2 separate regions of the Mus musculus genome follow, and region 2 is linked to region 1. The links are chromatin contacts, called in public HiChIP or PLAC-seq maps. All regions are on one chromosome and are shown on one strand. Each heading gives the region's core, a stretch centred on a gene start, on an enhancer-like site or on the middle of the called end of the contact. The rest is flanking DNA. Distances are from core to core; before and after follow the strand shown. Region 1 has its middle 69 kb from the start of Ano4. Region 2 overlaps Gas2l3 (growth arrest-specific 2 like 3).

Region 1 (4,922 bases), core at 1,774-4,273:
CACAAGGGTCACACAGCCTCTGATGGTTCCACCGGTGAATCTAGTCTTTGCTTTTTTCTTGGGTTCCTATGTTCCTAGAATTCATTGCTATTCCTCAGCTGATAGACATCTTATCCCACTGCCACATGGCATTGTCCCTGTGTGTTTCTCTACCCCTTCTCATTACAGGCATACTGGTGGATTAAGCAAGTATGGTGTCATCTTAACTTGATTCTCAGGTACTGAAGACTCGAGACGCCTTTGGAAGATCCAGTTTAACTCACATATCCTGACATGGTAGGTACAGCTTCTGGATAGAGAAAGAGCATTTGTCTCTGTGTGCAAGTTGCCAGGTAACAGGAAAGCCATCCAACAGAATCAAGGCTGCCTGTTCTCAAACCCTAGTTCTTACTACCAATGAGTCCAGAGTCAATTGCTTAACCTCCCAGGGTCTTGGTTTCCCCACCTATAAAGTAAAGGCTGTAATCATATTTACCTCAGGACCTTGGTTAGCATGAAGTGAGTAAATACAGAAAGAGTCCTCAGAATGGCACTTAGGGAACACCTTCCCCCATTGGGTCTCCTACTATATCACTACTACTCGGCCTCCCTCCAGTTTCACTGGGGATTTTGTCATTCAGCCCATGCTGCCCCACAGCTCCTTACACCAAACTCTGCAATGTGAGTCTTATATAGGGGCCCTCAGGGTCGACTTTGAGCTTGAGTTGCTCTGATTTTCGAGAATCATGTTTGTCTAACTCCCTTCCCTTTGTCTGTCTTTCTCTCCTAACTGGGTTCCCCTCAAAGACTTCTTGGCTCTCTAAACACAGAATGTAGTGGCTCTCACTCTCAGGATCTCAGGCAATCCCAAAGACATACCCAACCTCTCCATGCAGGCAGTGCCTCTGACTGTAGCCTCTGACCATTCTACCCACAATTCCAATTTCCTTCAAGAGATTTTAAGGAGTCCCATGCATTACCTCATAGCCAAGCTTTATGGGCCACACCCCAGCATGTCCAAACTATATTGGCTGTACCCTTTTCCTAACTTACATATTTCTGACAGTGGCTAGACTCATTGGCAACCTGACTCAAAGCCTCAGAGCACTCTTGTCTACCCTCAGATGCAGTCAATGACCATTCTAGCCCACTAACCCGTCCTTCACCCTCCAATGTGCCTCCTGACCCCACTTTTTTGGCTTTGTTACTGTCTCATGTCAGTGACTCTACTCAGAGCCACTGACTTGCATAACACACTAGAATCTCCCACAGGAAACACAGAATCGTCTCAGAATAGTCTCTCATCCATGCTGGTCATTCAAGCTTCTCAATGCCTTACTGCAGGCCCTCCCTCTATGGCCTCCCCCTGCTTGACAAATATTTCCAAAAAGATCTTAAGTGTTTGATATTTTCAAACGGGCTCTGATGGGTGAACTCCAGAGGATTATTTTTAAATGTCATTACTCTTCATTTTAAAATTAATCACTTAAAAAATAATACTCTGAACCAAGTTCTCCCATTTAGTTTTAATGCTTGAGTCTGCTTTGGTGTTCGAACAGAGTGATACCAACCCACAGACTTCATGAGAGTTGAAAAAAGTGGATATGTCAGAGCGTACTCACACCATGTAAAGATCCAGAGACCTCGTACCAGTGAGCAGCAACGGACTTCAGAGTAAATTAGACAGAGGTGATGGCAGTGCAGACACTTTATAAAATACCCAGAAGTACGATGTCAGGGTCAAAGATCGTCCCACTGAAACTAATAGCACATTGTCTTGCAAGCAGCAATCCCGGCAGTCACAGGACATTTTTTAGTAAACTAATCAGGGAATTGGGGTCCATTTTGCTTGGTGGCATTTTAAATCCAATGTGGTTTTTAATGGGTATTTCAAATAGAAGGTGCCCATGTGTAGTTTTCTGCTCAAATATACTTTTGCGACTTTATAATCAAAAGAATTCAAATGCATTTTACAGGCCCGTCATTATTTGACAGAGCTCCCTGCTATGGCAGTTAAAGAAGCCACATTCTGGAGTCCCAAGGCATGGGTTGTAGTCTAAGAGACCTATACTGGAACCCTGATCATATCAATAACAAAAAGAAGTCAAGTCCCCTAATCTGTATGATGAAGAAATACTGGTGCCATCTCACAGAGTTCCTGTCTAGTAAAATGGATTAAATAGAGAGCCAACAGCAGCGCATGAATACAAAATAAATATTAGCTGTGGTCACCACCAAATTGTTTGTAAGTCACTGCCTACGATTCTGGACTCAGGAAAGTTTTGAAAGAAGTGGGAGAGAATAGACTCAACAGGCAGAAAAACAAAGAAGGTTATGTTACTCTTCCCTATCTGGACACAGTAAATACATTTAAGCTTGGGTAGGGAAGAAAGTAGGAGAGAGTGCAGGTGTGCTCTGCCCTTTTGTTGCAGTTCACGGGCTTCCTGCATGAGACAGGGCTGGGGTGGGGTGTGTGAGAGGACTGCATGCCCCAATATGAGGACATTTCCAATGTCACATACTGTAGGGAGTGGCAATGTTGTTTCAGAGAAGGGAGGGACAGGGTGGCTAGTACACATGGGATTCTTTAGACAGCAGAATGCCTTGAAGGACGACCAAGGCGTAATACGTGCAGAAGGGCATCCGAGAGGGTGGGAAATGTTATGTCTGTCTGGTTCTCCTTGGTTCATTCAGATCCCAATAAGGAAAGTCTGACTTTGGATTTTAGCAGCACACTAACATCTGCTTCACACACTCTTCAGACAGGAAAGGTACTCCTTCCCTCCAAGTGGACAAAATTTGGTGGACAAAATTTTCTGTACTTTACATAACATTCGTTTTCTATTTGCAGTTACCAGGAGGTTTCTTCCTGAAAGAATATTTAATAATTCTCCACAGATATTACAGAAGAACTTGATTGTGATATTAAGTGCATCACAGTTCAGATAACACACCAATGAAAGAGCTAAGGCGAGCACTGAAGCAGGAAAAGACCCATTCGCTATAGGCTAGTTACACGACTCCTTCCAATAGCAGCAAAAATCCACAAGAGGGCGCCCCAGGACGAGAACCCACCAGCAGCAACTGCTGTGGTTCTGAAAACCAATTCTTTCATAGGTATTTTTCTCCTTGTTCCTTCCTAAGCCGCCTTCCCACTCAGGTTAAGCGTGTTACACGACAGTCGCTGCAATTGCTCACCTATGGTGATCTGGCTGACACAGCTGTAGTAGCTGCCCGTGGTCGCAGAGGACAGGTTATAACTCCCACTGCTCACATCTTTGTCTGTTAAGAAAGCAAGACAAGAAGAAGGTTAATACCAACTCGTGGTTACCATGACTACGATGTAAGCTTATGACTGAAACTATAATAACAACAAAGGCAGCTCTGCGTCTGTGACAAAGGTGCCTCTCAGACTCATCCGATGGGTCACAGGCACCAAGCACTCAAGGTTGTGGGTACTTTTGCACACCAGCAATCCCTGAGATTGTCAAGGGCAGACCCAAACATAACAATGTTCACTGATTTAAAGCAAGACAAAAGGGGAAAAAAAGTTAAAGGAGGTACATACACACACACACACACACACACACACACACACACACACACACGGCTGCTTTTACTTCTTCCTAGTTATAAAGAGGTTGTGGTCACAGACAAGAAATAGGCCAGCTTTGTTTAATGTAAGTTCTTTAACTTGCTTAATTCCTTTCAGTATTGGTCTCCACCTGAACATGGTGGTCATAAGGCTAATCTCAAGGATAGGGAGTTAAGATACAGCATAAGATCAGCCACAGGAAATGTACCCCTGGCACATAAGTCAGTCTATGTGGAATGTGTTGGATCGACCAATTCAGATCTAAAGCATAGCCAATGAGTCTACCTGCTCCAAAGTCGCCATTCTCGATTCTCTCTAAAGCTTTCATTAACAGTCTGCCTTTAGAAGATGCTGGAAAGGAGATCTTTAGGGGGCAGGGTTAAAGGCATGGGAAATGCACACAACAGAGAGAAAGCATCTGTTAGTGATAGGCGGCCGTGGATGAGCAGGAAGAACAGGCACAAAAGAGAAATGCTTATCGAAGACTAGGAGTCAGTAGTAAAGTAGGACGCTTGAATCGGAAGCAGTTGTCTAGGAAGGGGTTGTGGGTAAACCGAAGCGGCAAAACCCCTCTGCTCTCAGTGCTAAGTCAGGGCTGCAAAGGCACAGGAGGTGTGGCAATCTGTGACACAAGGAAACCATGTGGAGAAAGGTGCACACACTTGTGGGCCTCAAACAGAAAACATCAATCAAAAGCTTATGTGTGGCTCTTAAACCAGACATTTCAGGACAGCCTTAATATTGATTTAGTCCTTGAGGGACCAATTTTGGTGAAATGAGAATATCGTGTAGCCAGAGGGGAATCTTGAAACTGAATGAAATCAATGAAGTCTGTAGATCCTGGAGATATATATAGTATTATATTGGAGTATGATCTCAGGATTTATATATTGTATATAACAATATATATAAGACACCTGGGCATGTCTTGAGCCTGTTATTTGTCTATTGGTCTTTGTTTCTTTGTATAGGGGAATGGAAATAATAAAGGCACTAAACTTATTATGTGAACATTAAACCAGTTAATAATAAAGTCTTTCTACAGCCACGTCTAGCAGCACAAAACACCCACTTGGTATCAACTATCCTTCTTTTTCTATTGTTTTAAAAGAACAGGCATATCTATAATGCAGAATACTATATAAGAAAGAAAACAAATCTTCACAAAGTATCATGGGTTAATCTCATTCACATAAGGTTGAATAAAAAAAAAAATCCAACAAGGAGCAATGCATGTGATTCTAGTTACGAAGACTTGAACAAGAGGGCTGGGATGGCATCTCCGTCAGGAAAGTGCTTTTCAAGTGCTGAGTCTGATTCCCAGAACTCGTTATACAACGAACAAGCA
Region 2 (4,922 bases), core at 1,725-4,224, 81 kb after region 1:
CCTTTCTTCTTCTCTAAAAAAGTAAGGTTATATGTATTTTCCCAAACCCACTTTAGCATTTTCTCTAGAAAATTCTTGTATTGTTGCGGGTCCACAAAATAAAGTCTACAGTTCATTTTACAGATACAGTTTGGTTCCATCAGGGGTATTTCCTTCCCTCCCTTCCACAAACATTTGGGTGCTGTTTTTAAATTTGGGGAACATGGCGATGGATGAGAGGCTGGTCCCAGGCCAGCTTTGCTTTTTTCTGGGGGTTGGGGTTGGATGATGGAAAATTCCACTGCTACATTCAACACAGTCAAATCTAAAGTTAGAGAACACTGTAAGTAGCTACCCAAGCCTGCGAGATCTGGAAGCGTTTGAGTGATATTCAGACTGACAGATGAAGCGTAGTGCTGACCCAACTGGGTCAGGTAAGGTGGAGGAAAGATGTGAAGTCAGGGACAGCTAGCTGGAGGCCCTTGCCTCCTGCTGGGCTAGCTTCAACACTCTTGGCCCTCACCTCCTGCTGGGAGAGCTTCAACACTCAGAACCATGCTCTCCCTTCTTAACCTGCCCTTAAGCCTCAGAGATTCCAGGATTTCAAAGGGTGGCATTCTCAGCAGGGCTGACTTAAAAAAAATAAATAAATAAAAGAAGAAGAAGAAAGACAGGAAAGAGGAAAACTCCCGGGCCTTCCTGAACTTCAGAAATTGTTCTTACTGCCTGCTGCTCAAGGTGAACGGAAATCATTACACACTGCAGTTTAGATTTTACCTCAGAGCTGGGGAAGCTGGTGTCATTTCCTACTCTTCTTCCAATACATGTCAGTTTGTTCACAACACGTGTGGCATCCATGCCTCATGCTCTGGACCACAGCTCTCACATCTTCAAGGATGCAACCTATCCCTTCTGCAGGTAATGTGGAACCTGCTCACTCAAGACCATCACTGGTTGTTTGATTTTGTAGTAAAAGTGATTCTAGAAGATACCTATATCACTAACAACCACTTCCACTATCCCATCTGGAAATTTAATTGATATAAGTATTCTGTAGTACATTTAACTTATTTCTTTTTCTTATTCATTCAACTGTGATAATTACAGACCAATTTTATTCTGTTGTCTTGGGGACTTCATTCAATAGTTTATTGTTTTAATAAATATAGTAAAGCACTTTATAGTTAAATTAAAATTTAAGAATAAGCTAATATCTAAATTTTACTATTTACAATACTTACAAAAGGGTTATTCATTTAAAAAGCAATGATTAGCCAGGTGGTGGTGGTGCATGCCTTTAATCTTGGGAGATAGAGAGGGGCAGATCTCTGTGAGACTCGAGGCCAGCCTGATCTACAAAGCTAGTTCCAGGATAGCCAGGGCTACACAGAACAACTCTGTCTCAAAACAACAACAACAACAACAACAACAACAACAACAACAACAAAGCCAGGCATGGCAGCGCCCTCCTTTAATCCCAGCACTCGGGAGGTAGAGGCAGGCGGATTTCTGAGTTCGAGGCCAGCCTGGTCTACAAAGTGCGTTCCAGGACAGCCAGGGCTATACAGAGAAACCCTGTCTCGAAAAACCAAAAACCAAAAACCAAAAACCAAAAACCAAAAACCAAAAACCAAAAAAAAAAAAAAGAAAAAAAAGAAAATCAACCACCATCAACAAAAGCAATTATATTGAGATTTTTCTAAGAAAGTACAAAAGCCAAAAATAATAAAAAGCAGATCTTCAAAAAAAAATCACACATAATACCATTTTCTAGCTCACATAACATAAAGAGCAATTCAACAATTAATGGGAGACTATTAATAGCTTTACCAAAAAATGACATTTCAGTGACATGACTCACTAGGTAAAAGCACCTGCCACCCAGGCTGATGAAGAGTTCTTTCCCTGTAGCCTATATGGTAGAGAGAACTCCTGCAAATTGTCCTCTGGTCTTCACACACAGAAAATAAGTGTAATTAAAAAAACTGTCCCTTAACTAAACTTCAACTAGTCAGCTGTGGTAGGTATTTTACATATACTAAGTAACTCTCTTAGTTTTCTCATGTACTGACAGTGCGTTCTAGGTTGATGGGAAGGCTTAGAGGATGCAAACACTTGCTGCACAAGCCTGGCCATTGGCGATTGAACCCCGGAACTTACATAAAGCTAGAGAACAGACTCTGACCTGCACACATGCACTGTGGCTTAGCCACCCAACTGTGTGTGTGTGACATATATACATGCAAATACATAATGATGTAATTTTTTAAGGATGAAGCTCGTTCATATAGGGAACAGTTGGATACATTTGTTATGAAGACACAGTGGGGGAGACTTACCAGAGGAGGAGGAGGAAGAGGAGGAAGCGGAGGGGAGGAGGGAGTAGGAGGAGGAGGGGAAGGGAGAGGGGGAGGGGAGGAGGAGGAGGAGGAGGAGGAGGAGGAAGGGGAGGGGAGGGGGGAGGAGGAAGAGGGTAAGGGAGAGGGGGGAGGGGAGGAGGAGGAGGAATGGCCACATGGAGGGTTACATAACACTAAGGATGTTTGAAAAAGATATAGGGAAGTATGACTATCTAAAATTATGTACACATAAAGAGAGGGAAGAAGGAAGGGTAGAAGGAAGGGAGAGAGGGGAAGAGAGATGAACTGAAATTACACACACTAGGGGGGCAATGCTTCCCTCCCCCTAAAACAATAGACTAATAAAAATCCCAAATGACAGGCATGAACCGCCCCCCCCCTTGAATTGTTAGTCAAGAGAGTCCAAGAGACCTCCTAAAACAGTACAGGCCATTGCCTTTGTCCCTGGTACTTGCCAGAGAAAGAAGGTAACATCTTGAAGACATCACACTTAGGGCACAGGATCTGGTGGAAGTGATCTGGAACTGAGAGGAGAGCTTACTCCAGCAGTTTCCCATGCCAGTATAACCTCTAACTGTATTCTGATGCTTATTCTCACCCTGAGAGATTAGTGTAGCTCTCTCATCCCTCACCAAAGAAGCCTCTATTTACAGCAGATGGGGACCGTTACAGGAAGCCACAAATGGTCAAAGTGCAGAGCTCAACTGAGCATTGAATGCTTGCCCCTGCTGAATGCATTGACAACACAACCTCTACATTGAAGGCTCAGGGAACATCAAAGAAGAGGCAGAAAGACTGTAAAAGCCAGAGGGCCAGGACATGTACTGCAAGACAGTATCTTCCAGAGAAGGAAAAGGCATAAACAGAGTGTGGAGGTGTTGTTCTGGAAGAAATTCTAGGATAGACCTGGGGTGAACATGATCAGGACACACTGTATAAAATTCCCCATAAATAAAAAGTACTAAATGCCTACTGTGTGCCAAACTTCGTTCTTGAGAACACAGAGGTAAACAACAGCTATAATTCTTGCCTTCCGGATGGTTCTAACAGTCTGGTAAAGATAACACCTATTCTTATGGAATCCTTGTTTTTTGTTGTTTTGGTTTTTCGAGACAGGGTTTCTCTGTGTAGCCCTGGCTGTCCTGGAACTCACTCTGTAGATCAGGCTGGCCTCGAACTCAGAAATCCACCTGCTTCCCAAGGGCTGGGATTAAAGGCATGTGCCACCACTGCCCAGGTGTTACTTAAGTGTTTTGTGACAGACACCCAGTGATCTTGAATGCAACATCCCTCTTATTCTCTCTTCCATAGCAGCCTGGCACAGACACTGCTGTTTGTCAGAGGCAAACAGTTATACACAACTTCAGTTTCTTCTCTTTGTTCACACCTTCGTAATATGTGAAGTAATTTAAAGTGACATAAGAAAATTGGTAGGAGTCATAAAAGGTAGGCCACAGAGGTTAATTTTAATTGGTGTGTACTGAGGCTATATCTCCAACCAGTGCTTAAATTGTTCCCACCTAATGTAGAAAGAGAAAACATTATCTTTGCATTATTCCTTCAAGATTGTGGGTTTTCTACATTAACAGTATAGATATTGTAAAACCACTTAAGATTTGTCTGTGTTTTCATATTTACCCAAAAAAGGTTTTAAGTGTGCCTCATCTTTTCCAGAATGTCATAAAATACACTTACACTTAAATTTTTTACACTTATAAAGTTAGGCAAACATAAAACTTCATTTGGGATTTTATTCTTAGAAACAGCCCAGGAAATACATAGTAGGTTAACTCCATTTTAATAATTGCTCTGGTCATAAAAGAACATTAAAAAAAGGATTTCAAATACATTTACGGTGTATCAAAGTGTGACCCTGAAACAGGACTATGGGAAAAGGAAGTTTGAAATTCTATTATCAGTGACTTTCTGTAAGCACAGTGTTGGTGTGTCCTATAAAATTTGACTTTAATAACTGATCATTTCCATTATCTCAAAGATAATTAGCCACGAGTCTGGTCTTTCTGAAACAATATCGAGAAACAATACAATAAAAAAATGTTTAAAATAACATAATATTTAAAACTCTTAATTTATCAGTTTCATATATGCAATTTCCAACATGGGTCAAATAATCAAAACACAGTTAAAATACATTAAAAAAGCAAACAGAGTGGGTTTATGCTGACATTTTAATACTTGAGAAAATATAAGTTAAGTTGGATACAAATACTGCTGACATGAAACAACAACAACAATTAAAAAACAACAGAATATATACAAATCCAAACTGACACAGAGATGGCATGAAACTTGGATGTAAGAATACATCAAAACCTTTATTAGCTCCTTTTAAGGAAGTAACAGATTTTTAAATTAGACAGAAATAAAAAAGACTGCAGAAGAAATTATTTTCTCCAAACTATTCCTTTATCCATTATGAAATCAAGCTGATGTGGTACCCGAAACCTGCAAACCCAGTACTCAGGAGACTGAGGCAGGAGGATTGCTATGAGCTCAAGGCCAGCCTGGGCTACCTAGAGAATGCCAGGCAAGCTGCATCTGCGTGATGAGACTTTGTGGAGA

The links. HiChIP or PLAC-seq counts read pairs in DNA pulled down with a chosen protein or histone mark.
Region 2: a contact with region 1 is called in an H3K27ac HiChIP or PLAC-seq map of the HPC-7 cell line, with 6 times the contacts expected there. The contact joins two enhancer-like sites. A contact is called at or near these places in 1 of 15 datasets of contacts at CTCF or cohesin (pro-B cells), 13 of 484 Hi-C or Micro-C datasets (the C10 cell line, Sertoli cells, cerebral cortex and 6 more), 4 of 115 datasets of contacts at active chromatin or transcription factors (the HPC-7 cell line and embryonic stem cells) and 1 of 9 other capture datasets (embryonic stem cells).

The regions. Positions count from the first base shown.
Region 1 is chr10:89,324,073-89,328,994 of GRCm38.p6, forward strand. It overlaps a transcript of Ano4 not described here. Among named protein-coding and RNA genes, the nearest start is that of Ano4, 69 kb to the left of the region's middle. Within about 2 kb of position 3,024, at least 10 of the 459 cell types and tissues checked have an H3K27ac peak or open chromatin away from gene starts, as enhancers often do. A contact at or near this core is called in the HPC-7 cell line, where this site is marked.
Region 2 is chr10:89,404,752-89,409,673 of GRCm38.p6, forward strand. It overlaps Gas2l3 (growth arrest-specific 2 like 3), which reads right to left. Exons shown (of 11, transcript NM_001033331.2): 11 at 4,072-4,922. Among named protein-coding and RNA genes, the nearest start is that of Gas2l3, 37 kb to the right of the region's middle. Within about 2 kb of position 2,975, at least 30 of the 459 cell types and tissues checked have an H3K27ac peak or open chromatin away from gene starts, as enhancers often do. A contact at or near this core is called in the HPC-7 cell line, where this site is marked.